Linked DNA regions of Mus musculus: all the other regions are linked to region 4. The links are chromatin contacts, called in public HiCAR-type, HiChIP or PLAC-seq and promoter capture Hi-C maps. All regions are on one chromosome and are shown on one strand. Each heading gives the region's core, a stretch centred on a gene start, on an enhancer-like site or on the middle of the called end of the contact. The rest is flanking DNA. Distances are from core to core; before and after follow the strand shown.

Region 1 (2,791 bases), core at 110-2,609, 2.6 Mb after region 4:
TCATGTTCTACAAACAAACAAAAAGAAGGAGAAGAAGAAGAAGAAAGCAAGCAAGCTTTCTTGATCTACCACTCACCAGTCACACATCAGCATCTCCTGTGGCTCCATAGAGCTGAGGACTTTACAAGCTGTCACAACCTTTGTAGAAAGGGTCTGTCCAGCAGGAGGGGGTGGGGTGGGGTGGGTGAAATTCCTAGTACAAGTATCCCAGTATCAATCATGGAACTTTAGAATGTTTTCAGGAACACACAAAGGAGACTAAGGAACTTTTATGTTAATTAAATATAATCACACACATAGCAGAAAGTGTGCAGGGGGAGGCTCCAATGTTATTATTAACAATGCTTATTTCAATGGGAAGTCCTGGGCTCTTGAATAATCTCCATTCTTTGTCTTCAAACCTGCCAAATTTCCACAAGTTCTAAAAATAAGCAGAGATTAACTACTACTTAAGAGGCAAAGGCAGGCAGATGTCTTAAGTTCCAGGCCATCCTGGTCTACATAGTGATTCCCAGGACAGCCAGGGTCTTCTTCAAGATCAGTAAGTGCTTGTAACTGCCCAGGAATCTCTCCAGTCTTGGATAGGTTTTGGTGGGGGCCGATCCAAGACCCAAACCATCTTCTCAGTAGATTAGTGCCTCTGACTTTGACTTGAAGATTTAAGGTCTGGATTAAACCTCTTGGCTTCTTCAGTTAAGTTTTTATGTACATGTTGGTCTCTTCTACTACTTATTCCTTTTTAGTCTTCTCCAAACTCCAGTATCTACTGCGCAGGCCTGTTCCCCTAGAGATTACACTCTGGCTACTCTGATCTGAGCTCTGAGGCAGGAGAATCTTGAGTCAGAAGCAGGCCTGGGCTAGTGAGTTTCCGAAAAGCCTGAACTGGGTAGTAAGAGACTTTTTCAAAGAAGCCAAAACCATAAAAGTGAGCCTGGAGCAGTGGCACAGCCACTAATCTAGTCCTTGGAAGACCGGAAGCAGTCTCAGGAGTTAAAAGTGATTGTCATTCACCATCCATTGCACAGTTCAAGGACAGTCTGAGTCCTGTGAAAACCTGTTTCCAAAAAAAAAAAAAAAAAAAAAAAAAAAGCCCTTCAAATTTAAAGGGACAAGACGTTTATTGGGTGAGTACCTTCTCGCAGGTCCATGTCGTGGCAAACAAAAAGCCTCTCACAGGAGTTTTGGACAATGTACGATTCTAGTTTGTTTGTTTGTTTTTTTTTTTTTTTGGTTTTGTTTAGTTTTGTTTTCCTTAATACTTTGGAGACAGACGCGAGAGCTGGGCGGTGGCTGAAAACTTCCGTTGCTCCCATTGGTTCTCAGGCTGTAGGCCCCACCTCCTCTCGGAGGGACCAATTGAGTTACAGTTTAAACTGCGGTGTGCCGGGTCGTTGGTGGCGCAGTCTTCGGTGAGTTTAGCTGTGAGCTCGTCGTGGGTGAGGGCGTCTTGGGCGAGCTTGGGGTGGCGGGGAGGGCAGACCCGGGACTGGAGGTTGAAGCAGGGTCGGGACGTGTGCTTCACTCGGCCCCGCGTCCCGAGGCGCTCTTGTCGTGCTCGACCCACAGCAACGCTGTTTTTACTTTTCTTCTTCCCTCCCCACTTCAGGATCTCAAGCAGCCCTGGCTGGTCTTGAACTTGTTATGTAGCAGGAGGCCAAATTTGAGCATCCTCTTGGCTTCTCTTTATAGCAGAGATTGTAGGCTGGAGACAGTTTTGATGGGTGCCAACATAAACTGATTTCTGTAAGAGTTGAGTGTTTTATGACCCTGGCGTGCAGATTTAGGATCTGGATTAAGCCTGTTGACTTCTCCAGCTACTTATAAATTTTTGTGCATAGGTGCCCTGGGTAAAGCTTGGTCTCTGTTACTGCGTAGTTTTTCCAGCCGTCCTCAATGCCAATATCCTAATATTCAGGTCTCTCCCTTAGAGTAATCCAGAATGGCTACTCTTATCTTTGTTGATAAGGATAATGAAGAACCCGGCCGCCGTTTGGCATCTAAGGATGGGTTGAAGCTGGGCACTGGTGGTAAGTATTTCCTGCCTTGAGATACACAGGTGTTGTGAATGGTCCCAGCCTACAGTTCCCAATGTAACCTAGGGGGGCCTTGAACTTCTGATCCTTTGACTCCACCTGCCCAGTGCAGTGATTACAGGCATGGGCCACCTTGCCTGGCTTATGCACTGCCGGGAATGGAACTTGGAGCTTTTCAAATGCTACTAAGTCACGTGTCCAGGCGCTCTGCTTAAATCGGTTTTTTGAGACATAGCTTTAACTGGCCTGGGATTTGCTATGCAGATCAGGCTGGCCTTGAACTCAGGAGATCCACTTACCCCTGACTCCTAAATTCTGGGATTAAAGGCGTGCGCCATGGTGCCTATGTTCATACTTATTGTCTTAATGAGGTTATTTAGAGTGCTAAGTAACTGCCCCAAATGAGGCACAGGTTTGTGTGTAAGAATTGAGTTAAGTTGTATGGCCTAATCTTTAAGAGCAATACATTTATTACCTTTATTTGTGTATGTGTGGGGTCACACGCATGCCGTGGTGTGCCTGTGGAGGTCAGAGGACAACCTGTGGAAATTGGTTTTCCTTATACTGTGTGGGTTCTGGGGACTGAATTCAGGTTGTCTGGTTTAGCCGAAAGCTCCTTTATTTACCCACTGAGTCTGTGATTTTTTTTTTTTTTTAATGATTATCCCTTTTTCAACAGTCAAGGCCTTAGATGGGAAATTGCAGGTTTCAACGCCTCGAGTCGGCAAAGTGTTCAATGCTCCAGCCGTGCCTAAAGC
Region 2 (2,700 bases), core at 91-2,590, 2.8 Mb before region 4:
AGAAAATTCTGGATACCCTCTCGTGTACTTTCCTAGAACCATCCAGGAGAAAGCCAAGATTCTGCTCTCAGGAGCAGGAGACTGGATAGATACCATCTCTGGCTATGGGGTGAACAGAGACTTGCAGACTAAGCCTATTGGTGCAGAACAAATGCAGGGGAACTCCAAAGGTCCGGGAGTCTCACTTCCTCAAGGGCATCAATCACGTGGTCTGCGGTGAGAATCGAGACTCCCACCTTGGTTCGGTCTATCTTATCTTCAGCTCTCCTCTCATCCTGTAGGAAGGCTGGAGCACAACAGGGCAGCAGAGACTGGGAGCTGCACACGCCTCTTGTGCCGCAGCCTATCGAGGGACAGACTAAAAGGGAAGATGCCCAGAACCAATGGGCTTCACAGCCCTTCAGACAGACCACCTAACCCAGGACGCTATTCTGTGTTCTTCCTCTTTGAACTTGGTACTTTGTGTAGTGCCACGCCCCTGGGAACGCAGTAGGAGTGTGGCAGTGGATATGTGGGCGTGACAAACAGAATTTCTCCTGGGCAGAGTTACATTAGCGGTTGGGGACAGACAAGATTTCAAGTCCCTGGGGCCATCTTCCAGGCCTCCAGGCATCGGGCTCTGAGGGACGAGAAGAGATGAGGGGAAAACAGTTTTAGAAAGAGAAAAAGGAGACCGGGGCTTTTCTGTAGGACCCTGCCTGCAGTCCGCAAGGAGAGCTGGGAGGGCTGGAGCAGAGCCAGGGCTCCGGGACATCCTGCACCCACCTTGGCCTCCTGCACCGCCTCCTCCAGCGGCAGCACGGCGTGCGAACGGTGCTCGCGGGCGCGGTCGCACACCACGCAAATGGCGCGGCCGTCGTCTTGGCAGTAGAGCTTAAGTTGCTCTCCGTGTTGGGAGCACCGCGCAGCCGCCGCCCGGGCAGGCACCGCTGGAGTCCCGCGCTCCCCGGGGGCGGTGGGGGGCAGGCTGAAGCGCCGAAGGAGCGAGGCCACCGCGGCCAGCTGTCGATTGGGTCGCAGCTGGCTGGGGCGCGCGGGCTCGCGGCACTGAGGACAGGGCAGTGGGCAGGGCAGCGTGCGGGTCGCCGTGCCGGTCCCAGCTCCGGGACGCTCCCAGCAGCGCATAATACAGGCTCGGCAGAAGCTGTGGCCGCATTCGACTGACACCGGCTCCCGGAAAAACTCTAGGCAGATGGAGCACGTCGCCTCGCCTTGGAGCTCTGCCGCTAGGGCCAGCGCCTCGGCTCCTGCGTTCGGCCCGGTCCGCGGCCCCACAGTCGCCATCCGTGTCCTTAGTACATTCGAGTCTTGTGGCTTTGGGGAGGTCCCTGGATGCTACTGTCCAAGCTGGGCTGAGCTCCGAGTACCCACTGGGCGAGGAGGGGCGGGGCCGGCAGCGGGCAAGCTGAGACGTGAGCCGAGGGTGCACCCAGCTGAGAATGGAGGCAGGTGCTGCCCTTTCTCTGGGTTCCCAAAGCCACCACCCTAGCCCCGATCTCCCTTTTGTCGACCCCCCTTCCACCGCCTTTCTAGGCCGCCCAGTATGGCCCAGTCAGCAGTAGGGAACTGTCGGGGACAGGTGAGCGCGCAAGGCCAGCTGGGCTCCACTCCCAGTAGCTGACCTAGGCTGACCCTGCCCTACAGGGGCAAAGGCCTGGCTCCCGGGACAAGGTGTCTGGTTCCCCGCATACCGACTCATCCTGGCACTGCGCTGAGCTAAACTTAGGGTCTGGAATTTGGCTCTACCTCCTCATCCCAAGCGTGGCCTTTTGTCCACTTTTGTAACTACATCATCTCTTACAGTTATCCCTTTAATTTTGAACAAGTAATACAGCCATTTACCCTCATTTCATTCAGAATCCACACCTACCCCAAATCCCTCTGTCTCTCCCCAGCTGGTATACAGCTGGGTTCCAGGGACCGTTTTGTTTTTGTTTTTGGAGTAGTTTTTCTATCCTTTCATTCTGGAGGCCACTTGGGTCAAGCTTCTTTCTCTGCCTCTCTCAAAACCTCTCTTGTCAATGTCTCTATCCACTCGCCCAATTCTAACCGAGAGTTGCAAACCTCACCTCTCTGGTGTGTCTGTCCTTCCTCACAGCATTTTCTCCTCGCCACTCGGGATGCTACCACCTCCATTTCTCTCCGGTCTATGACCTCCTACTTTCTTCTTGGGTTCTAGAGTCCCCCACTCGGCTCCTTGCCCTGGTTCAATCCCCCGGCCTCAGTCACCACACTCTACAATCGCTTCCATTTTTAAAAAATTTTTTTAACTTTAGAGAACCCTTTCAGAGCCCATGTCTCCACAGTATCCATCAGAGCCCTCTGCTCAAACCCCACCAGTGAGTGGCTGCTAACTCCCAGGAAAGAAGTTGAAGTCTTCATAATAACCTCAAGGCTCTTGCTTGACTCTCCTCTTCCACCATGGGACGTTTTAAATTTTCTGCAAACTCACCTACAATTATTTTGAAGATAAGGAACATTATTAGGTCAGTTGAAGAAACAAGTGAATCCCTGGACTAAAGAATGGCCACCGGTTTCAGGCACAGGACAACTGATGGTGAGCTAAGGCTCTTCTGGTTCACCAAGAACTCAGAGTCATGACATCGAGGACCTTCGGTGATGTGTTATTTGCTGGGCCTGGTGGCACAGACCTGTAAATCACAGCGTTAAAGGGCACGGGGTCAGGAGTTCAAGGTCATC
Region 3 (2,833 bases), core at 139-2,638, 2.8 Mb before region 4:
GAGAACTAACTCTGAGCTCAAGGGAGACCCTGGCCCTGGGGAAACACAAAGTGCTGAGTTGAAATGCTGGCTCACTGAGACAGAAGGTTCCAGAAACTCTCTTCCTGGCCTTCCTGTACTGTGCTCAGACCTGTTCCTGTTTGTTCTTATAGAAATCACATAAAGAAAGCAGGACATACAGATTGTCCAGTCTCTCAAAGACAGACATTGAAACTAGCCTGCTTTCTCCTCAGGCTTTGAGGAGAAGCTGAGGGCTTAGAGGAATCAAACAAGGACAGATCCTGGCTATCACTCAAGGCCTCCAGTTCATTAAACAACAGCTCACACTTGTTCCTCTTCTCAGCAACTCAGTCTTTTCCGGTAAGGAGAAAGAGAAAGCCACCAGCGCCGGTAGAGGATCACATTACTGGTCACTTGGAGGGGTGACAAAGGGCTCCTTGTGACCAGAGGATCACATTGCCCAAACCTCTGGGCAATACTGAGCCTGTAATGGGCAGAAGTAGAGTTTGGAACACTGGTTAGTGCCTGTGTGAGGAGCCGCCTCATTCCTCCTGGCCCAATCTGTCTCCCTCTCGCAGTGACTATGGAACAGGCTCAGCTCTGCCCCTCTTTGCTGTGCAGTAAGAACTCACCGGTAGGTACAGAAGAGCAGCAGAGAGAATAACAGCCGCCCGACACTCTGAAAGCTACTTGGCTCCTCTTCGCTGCCCCCTCTGTCACTGTGACCGTGGCCGGTTGCTTTAAAAAAAAAAAATTCTGTTTTTCTTCATGAAAACGTTACACAGGGGTCAGTGCTTCTATGCCATGGTCAAAGCGTCCAGCCCCTGCGTTTACTCTCTAATAATCTACCTCCTAGATCTGAGGAAAATGAAGTATGTCCCCTCTCAGCTCATACCCTCTTCCCTCTCAAACACTAACGAGGACAAGAACCCGATTCTCGACTCCCTGGTGCTCTGACATTCTCCTTTATATAGAGAGGTGTGATTAATCAAGTGAGCCGGCAAACGGGGTAAACGATCATACAGAACAAGGTCTCAGTGCAGCCTCCAAGCTCGGGGTGGCCTGAGGTTGCTGGGTCTGGAGGTTAGCATTGCCCAGGGCCAGCATCTCCACAGGTGGTATCCACGGAAAGAAGTAGCAGGTTCAGACACTGGAAGGTCTGACGCGGGGCTGGCTGTTAAAGTCCCTAAACAGACACAACTCCAACCCCAACGCCCCCACCCTCCACTTCCACCACCACCTCCAATCCCTCATCCCGACCCCTGTTGACGGTGAGTCAGCACAGCAGGGTTCTGCTCCTCTTTGAAGACTACTATGCAGCCCGCCCAGCCTAATCCTGAAAACTAGCCTGTTTCAAGAAATAGAAACCGAAACTGATTCTCAATTCGAGTCCGTCCCCCCCCCGCTCCCCCGCTGGGCCCAGGCAGGCATATCTCCGGTCTAGAAAGTGCAGGACAAAAAGCAAGGTCTGCTCGAAGACCAGAAGCTGAAAGAAAATCCACGCGATCAGACCTCCTCTTGGTTCGTCTCCTCTCAGAAGGACTCCAGACCTCTGCATCTCATCTCTCAACATCCGGGTCTATATTCCAGTTTTGGATCTCTACATAGGGAACTTCTGCCGGAGGACAGCAACGTTTTTGTCCTAGGAAGAAAGGGGTGACGTTCCAGGAAGGCCACTAACATCGAATCACACATAATAACTCCTCTGGATCAGGTAAGTAAAAGTCTCTTAAATGTAGCTTGGCCACCCCCAATCTAATATGAATCCCCCAATATAATATGAACGGTAAAACCGTGAAAACAGGTCATGTGACCTTGGGGTCTGGTTTCTTTTGCTCAGGCAGTGTCCACAGCAGAGCCTCACTTTGACTGTCTAGTACCACACAGCCCTGCTGTATCTTTGCTGTTCAGATATATCTAAACCACCAGCCTGGAGGCAAATGCGTACCTCACCTTATTTCTGGCCTTGTGGTTCTTCTAATGCTGGCTAAATTTGAAGGAGGGCAGAGCGTGCCAACCCATATTCTCTTGGAATTTAAGATAGCGTCTCTTCATAGCTCCACAAAATAAACGCCCAGGATTAGAATGGACCACAGGCAATATCTAGGATACATGAAAAAAATAGGGGGGGGGGGAGGTTTGTTTCTTATCTGGACTACCCATGGAATAGGAATCTCAGAGTAGGTTTTGAGTATAAGGTATCATAGTGACCTTTTTGTCTGACTCCATTAAAATGTTTTATTTGCATTGGAGAAAGTGTCTCTGTTTAAGGAACCACCTCCTTCACTAGTCTGTAAGTTTATAGTTAATGAGATGGGAGCTTTTCAAATACCATCTTCCCAGAGCATGTGGGTTCAGTACTGTCCCCATTCACCGTGAGCAAGTTTATCACACTTTCCAAAGATAAATAAATATCAGAGGGAATTGTGTGGTCCCTGCTACCTTTCATGCAGCTATGGGCAAGTGTGTGCGAGCATGCTCTCCGTTCTGTGTCGGTTGCGAGACTCGAAAGACATTTCCTCACGGGTCTCATCCTCTTTCCCAGATTGACAGCCACAAGGATCTATATTCTTCTTTGGGGATCTTCGCCCCTGTGCAGAGAGGTGAAATAGGAGTATAATCTGGTCATGATCCTCAAAAAAGGAAGTGGAGGGTCACTTGAATCCCAGAAAGAATTCTAAGGGCTCTTTGTAAATACTGGGTTGGAGTTCTGAGGCACGGTATCCCAAGGCTGTCCACACCAACATTCCTGTGTGGCTCCTGGAGGATCCTGCAGCTTCATACAGTTATCCATGCCCTTTCCCAGTCTGCTTGTAATGTATGGACTTCAGCA
Region 4 (2,755 bases), core at 197-2,696:
AGGAACCCCACACCCCAACAAAAGGAAGAGCCTTCTCCTATCCAAGGCAAAGGAGCTGGAGCGTTGAGTGGAGGAAACCCTCGGGTCAGGTTCTTGCAGGGATGGGGCGGGGGCTGCAGCCTGCCCAGCCCGTACACTAGGGCGTCGTTAGCTTGATTTAAAAACGCTGACGGTTGGTACAGCAAGCACCCGCGACCGTCTGGAGTCAGCCCAGCTCTCCAGCTGCCTCAGAGCTAAGGCTAAATAAGCTCTCCCGGGTCAAGATGACAGAAGCCAGGCATTGCCCCTCCGGGACCGTCCCTTCCGCGAAATCCTATGAGAACCTCTGAGGGATGCGGCCCGGGAGGGAGCGGTGCCTGGGAAAACAGTTGTGAGAAATAGGCATTATCCAGCGTCCAAACTGGAAGCGTGGAGCCCATTCCATTTTCTTCACATGAAAACTGAGGCCAAGAGGAGATAGGCATTGGGTGAGGTGGAAAGAAAGCTCCGGTTTCCAGTATCAGATCTTCAATGTGGGGCGTACTTATACACACCTGGGTTTTTGTTAGTGAACTTCAGCTTACGATCTGCATAATGGGTGCGCATGGTTCTTTTATGGTCTTTCAGAGATGCTAAGTGTACAGGCAGAGATAACCAGTAAACCACCCTACCCTAATCTCTCGGAAACCTTTGATTTTCTATCCCACTGGTATGCTTTTGACACCACCACCCCCCCGCCCCCAGCAAGATCCAGGGAGTGGTTCCCTCGCCGATTCGGGATAGGATGCTTGGGGTGCTCCTCTGGGGATGCTCTGGGGTTGCTAGAGCAGCGGGCGCAAAATAGCGATGAGAGAGAGGCAGAGCGGAGACGAGCAACCTCAAGAAAAACAGCAAAGATAGGAAGAGCAGCGGAAAGAGAAGCCCAAAGTAAGAAAACACGGGGAGATGAAGAAAGGAAGGCAAGCAAAGAGAGAGAGAGAGAGAGAGAGAGAGAGAGAGAGAGACTTACTGCTTTCTGATTGCAGTGAGCGCACTAGCTCCACGACCTCCCGTGGCTCACCACAAGAGAACAAAGCCTGGGCTCCTAGGCTTGGGGGTGGCGATACTCACACCCGGGGAGTGGCGGAGTCCGCAGGGATAGCGGTCATGGAGCTGCCGGCATGCAAGAGCGACTCTCAGACCCTCAGTCATCACCACCACCCCTAGTCGCCTCAGAACCCATCTGCGCGCTGCCACTTACTTGTGGTCCATCCCGGCTCGCACGCCGCCAGCGGCCAATGTAGCTGCAGAGCGAGAGCCAGCAAGCAGAACCGGGCGACGCCCGCGCGCCCGGGCATGATAGCAACGGCCCTCTCACTGTCCGCAATCACACATCCCCTGCCATTGCCTGCCCCCGGCCTAGCGGCGGCGGAGGTTTTCAAGCAAACGCCGGCCTAAAAGCCACCCAGCCCACATCCCAGACGCTCCGCCCCTAGCCCCTCAGGGCTCTGCCTGGAATGGGAGGAGGGGAGGCGCCACGCGGAGGAGGGGGTTGGTGGTGGCTGGAGGGACAGCAGTGGGAGGAGCGAGGGAAGCCCCCCGGGAGCATCGCTGACTCAGGTGAAGGACACCCAGGGGAAGGGATGATCCGAATTTCTGAAGTAATCAACCATTCTTGAGGCCTGGGAGATTACAGGACTGGGGTTGAAAGTGTTAAACACACACACACACACACACACACACACACACACACACACACACACACACTTCTGCCCCACTGTAGCTAGTTTACTCTATCCCGCTTTATGCTAAGTACTTTGGGTGACCAAGACAACTCTTTGTAGCTCTACCTTCCAGGATTGACTACTCTTGGAGTCAGGCTGTGAAAGAGTTAATTCCAAGGGACTGAAATGAGTGCTAAAAGAACTTGTTTTCCTATCGGGACTCCAATCTGGGCCTTTAGTCCAGGCCTTCTGACACGGGAGGTGGGGGGTGGAGGGGGTGGGGTTGCAGATCCAGCATCCCAGAGGACAGGGCTTCTGTACTCCAGAAACAGAACACCAAGCCCAAGAAACAGTCTAGACAGGATTACAGAGAAGGAGGGAAGCCTTGGGCTGTATAGGTTGGGGACAGGAGAGAGCAGAATTTGGGATGGTTAGGGTTTAGGATGCAATGGAAGATGAAGCCCACAAATGATGGCTATCACTAAGAAAATTACAGTAGCAGACACTTAGGACTTAGCTTTTATTGACATTCCGTACGTGCTAGGGCCTCTGATAGTTGATCTTGTCATGAGTCCGCTGTGGACTGGAAATGTGTCTCAGCTGGTGGAATGCTTGTCATGCACTCATGAAGCCCTGGGTTCCATCCCCAGGACCTCGTAATTCCAGGAGTGTGGTGCACCACTGTGATCCCAGCACTTATGGGGCAGAGGCTGGAGGATCCAAAGTTCAAGGTTAATCTCTGCTACGTGGTGAATTTGAGGCTAATCTGGACTCCATTGACACAGTGTAGAATAACAGTGATAATTAGGCGACCATCTGGAGGGGGTAGGTATTGGCTTCATCTCTATCTCCCCTCTGGGGGAGGGGAATCAAACCAGAAAAGCATTAAGTCCCCTCACCAAAGGTCACAAAGCTAATGTCTGGGTTTCACTTAGAGTCTGTATATTTGCTATTACAAAGCCTGGTGCAACATGCCTTAGTTGATGAATGAAGAACAGAAAAAAGAGATAGCCAGAAATAATCTGTATAGGGTTGGTTAGCAAAACTCCAAGGGAGAGGAGGCTCTGGAAGGG

Evidence for each region. HiCAR-type assays count read pairs that join an accessible place to other places. HiChIP or PLAC-seq counts read pairs in DNA pulled down with a chosen protein or histone mark. Capture Hi-C pulls out chosen DNA fragments and counts their contacts.
Region 1: a promoter capture Hi-C map of adipose tissue shows a contact between it and region 4. The contact joins the promoter of Pttg1 here to the promoter of Adam19 in region 4. A contact is called at or near these places in 1 of 39 promoter capture datasets (liver), 2 of 115 datasets of contacts at active chromatin or transcription factors (both in embryonic stem cells) and 1 of 9 other capture datasets (adipose tissue).
Region 2: an H3K4me3 HiChIP or PLAC-seq map of forebrain shows a contact between it and region 4, with 9 times the contacts expected there. The contact joins the promoter of Trim7 here to the promoter of Adam19 in region 4. A contact is called at or near these places in 3 of 39 promoter capture datasets (cranial neural crest, hippocampal neurons and pre-B cells) and 2 of 115 datasets of contacts at active chromatin or transcription factors (bone marrow-derived dendritic cells and forebrain).
Region 3: a contact with region 4 is called in a HiCAR-type map of astrocytes, with 6 times the contacts expected there. The contact joins the promoter of Irgm1 here to the promoter of Adam19 in region 4. A contact is called at or near these places in 1 of 39 promoter capture datasets (hippocampal neurons) and 1 of 115 datasets of contacts at active chromatin or transcription factors (astrocytes).

Annotation. Positions count from the first base shown.
Region 1 is chr11:43,424,819-43,427,609 of GRCm38.p6, reverse strand. It overlaps Pttg1 (pituitary tumor-transforming gene 1), which reads left to right and starts at 1,359. Exons shown (of 6, transcript NM_001131054.2): 1 at 1,359-1,409; 2 at 1,929-2,027; 3 at 2,713-2,791. The coding sequence starts at 1,940.
Region 2 is chr11:48,836,111-48,838,810 of GRCm38.p6, reverse strand. It overlaps Trim7 (tripartite motif-containing 7), which reads right to left and starts at 1,340. Exons shown (of 7, transcript NM_001347446.1): 1 at 766-1,340. The coding sequence starts at 1,284.
Region 3 is chr11:48,869,975-48,872,807 of GRCm38.p6, reverse strand. Irgm1 (immunity-related GTPase family M member 1) reads left to right here and starts at 1,388. Exons shown (of 3, transcript NM_008326.2): 1 at 1,388-1,714.
Region 4 is chr11:46,054,675-46,057,429 of GRCm38.p6, reverse strand. It overlaps Adam19 (a disintegrin and metallopeptidase domain 19 (meltrin beta)), which reads right to left and starts at 1,446. Exons shown (of 23, transcript NM_009616.4): 1 at 1,220-1,446. The coding sequence starts at 1,316.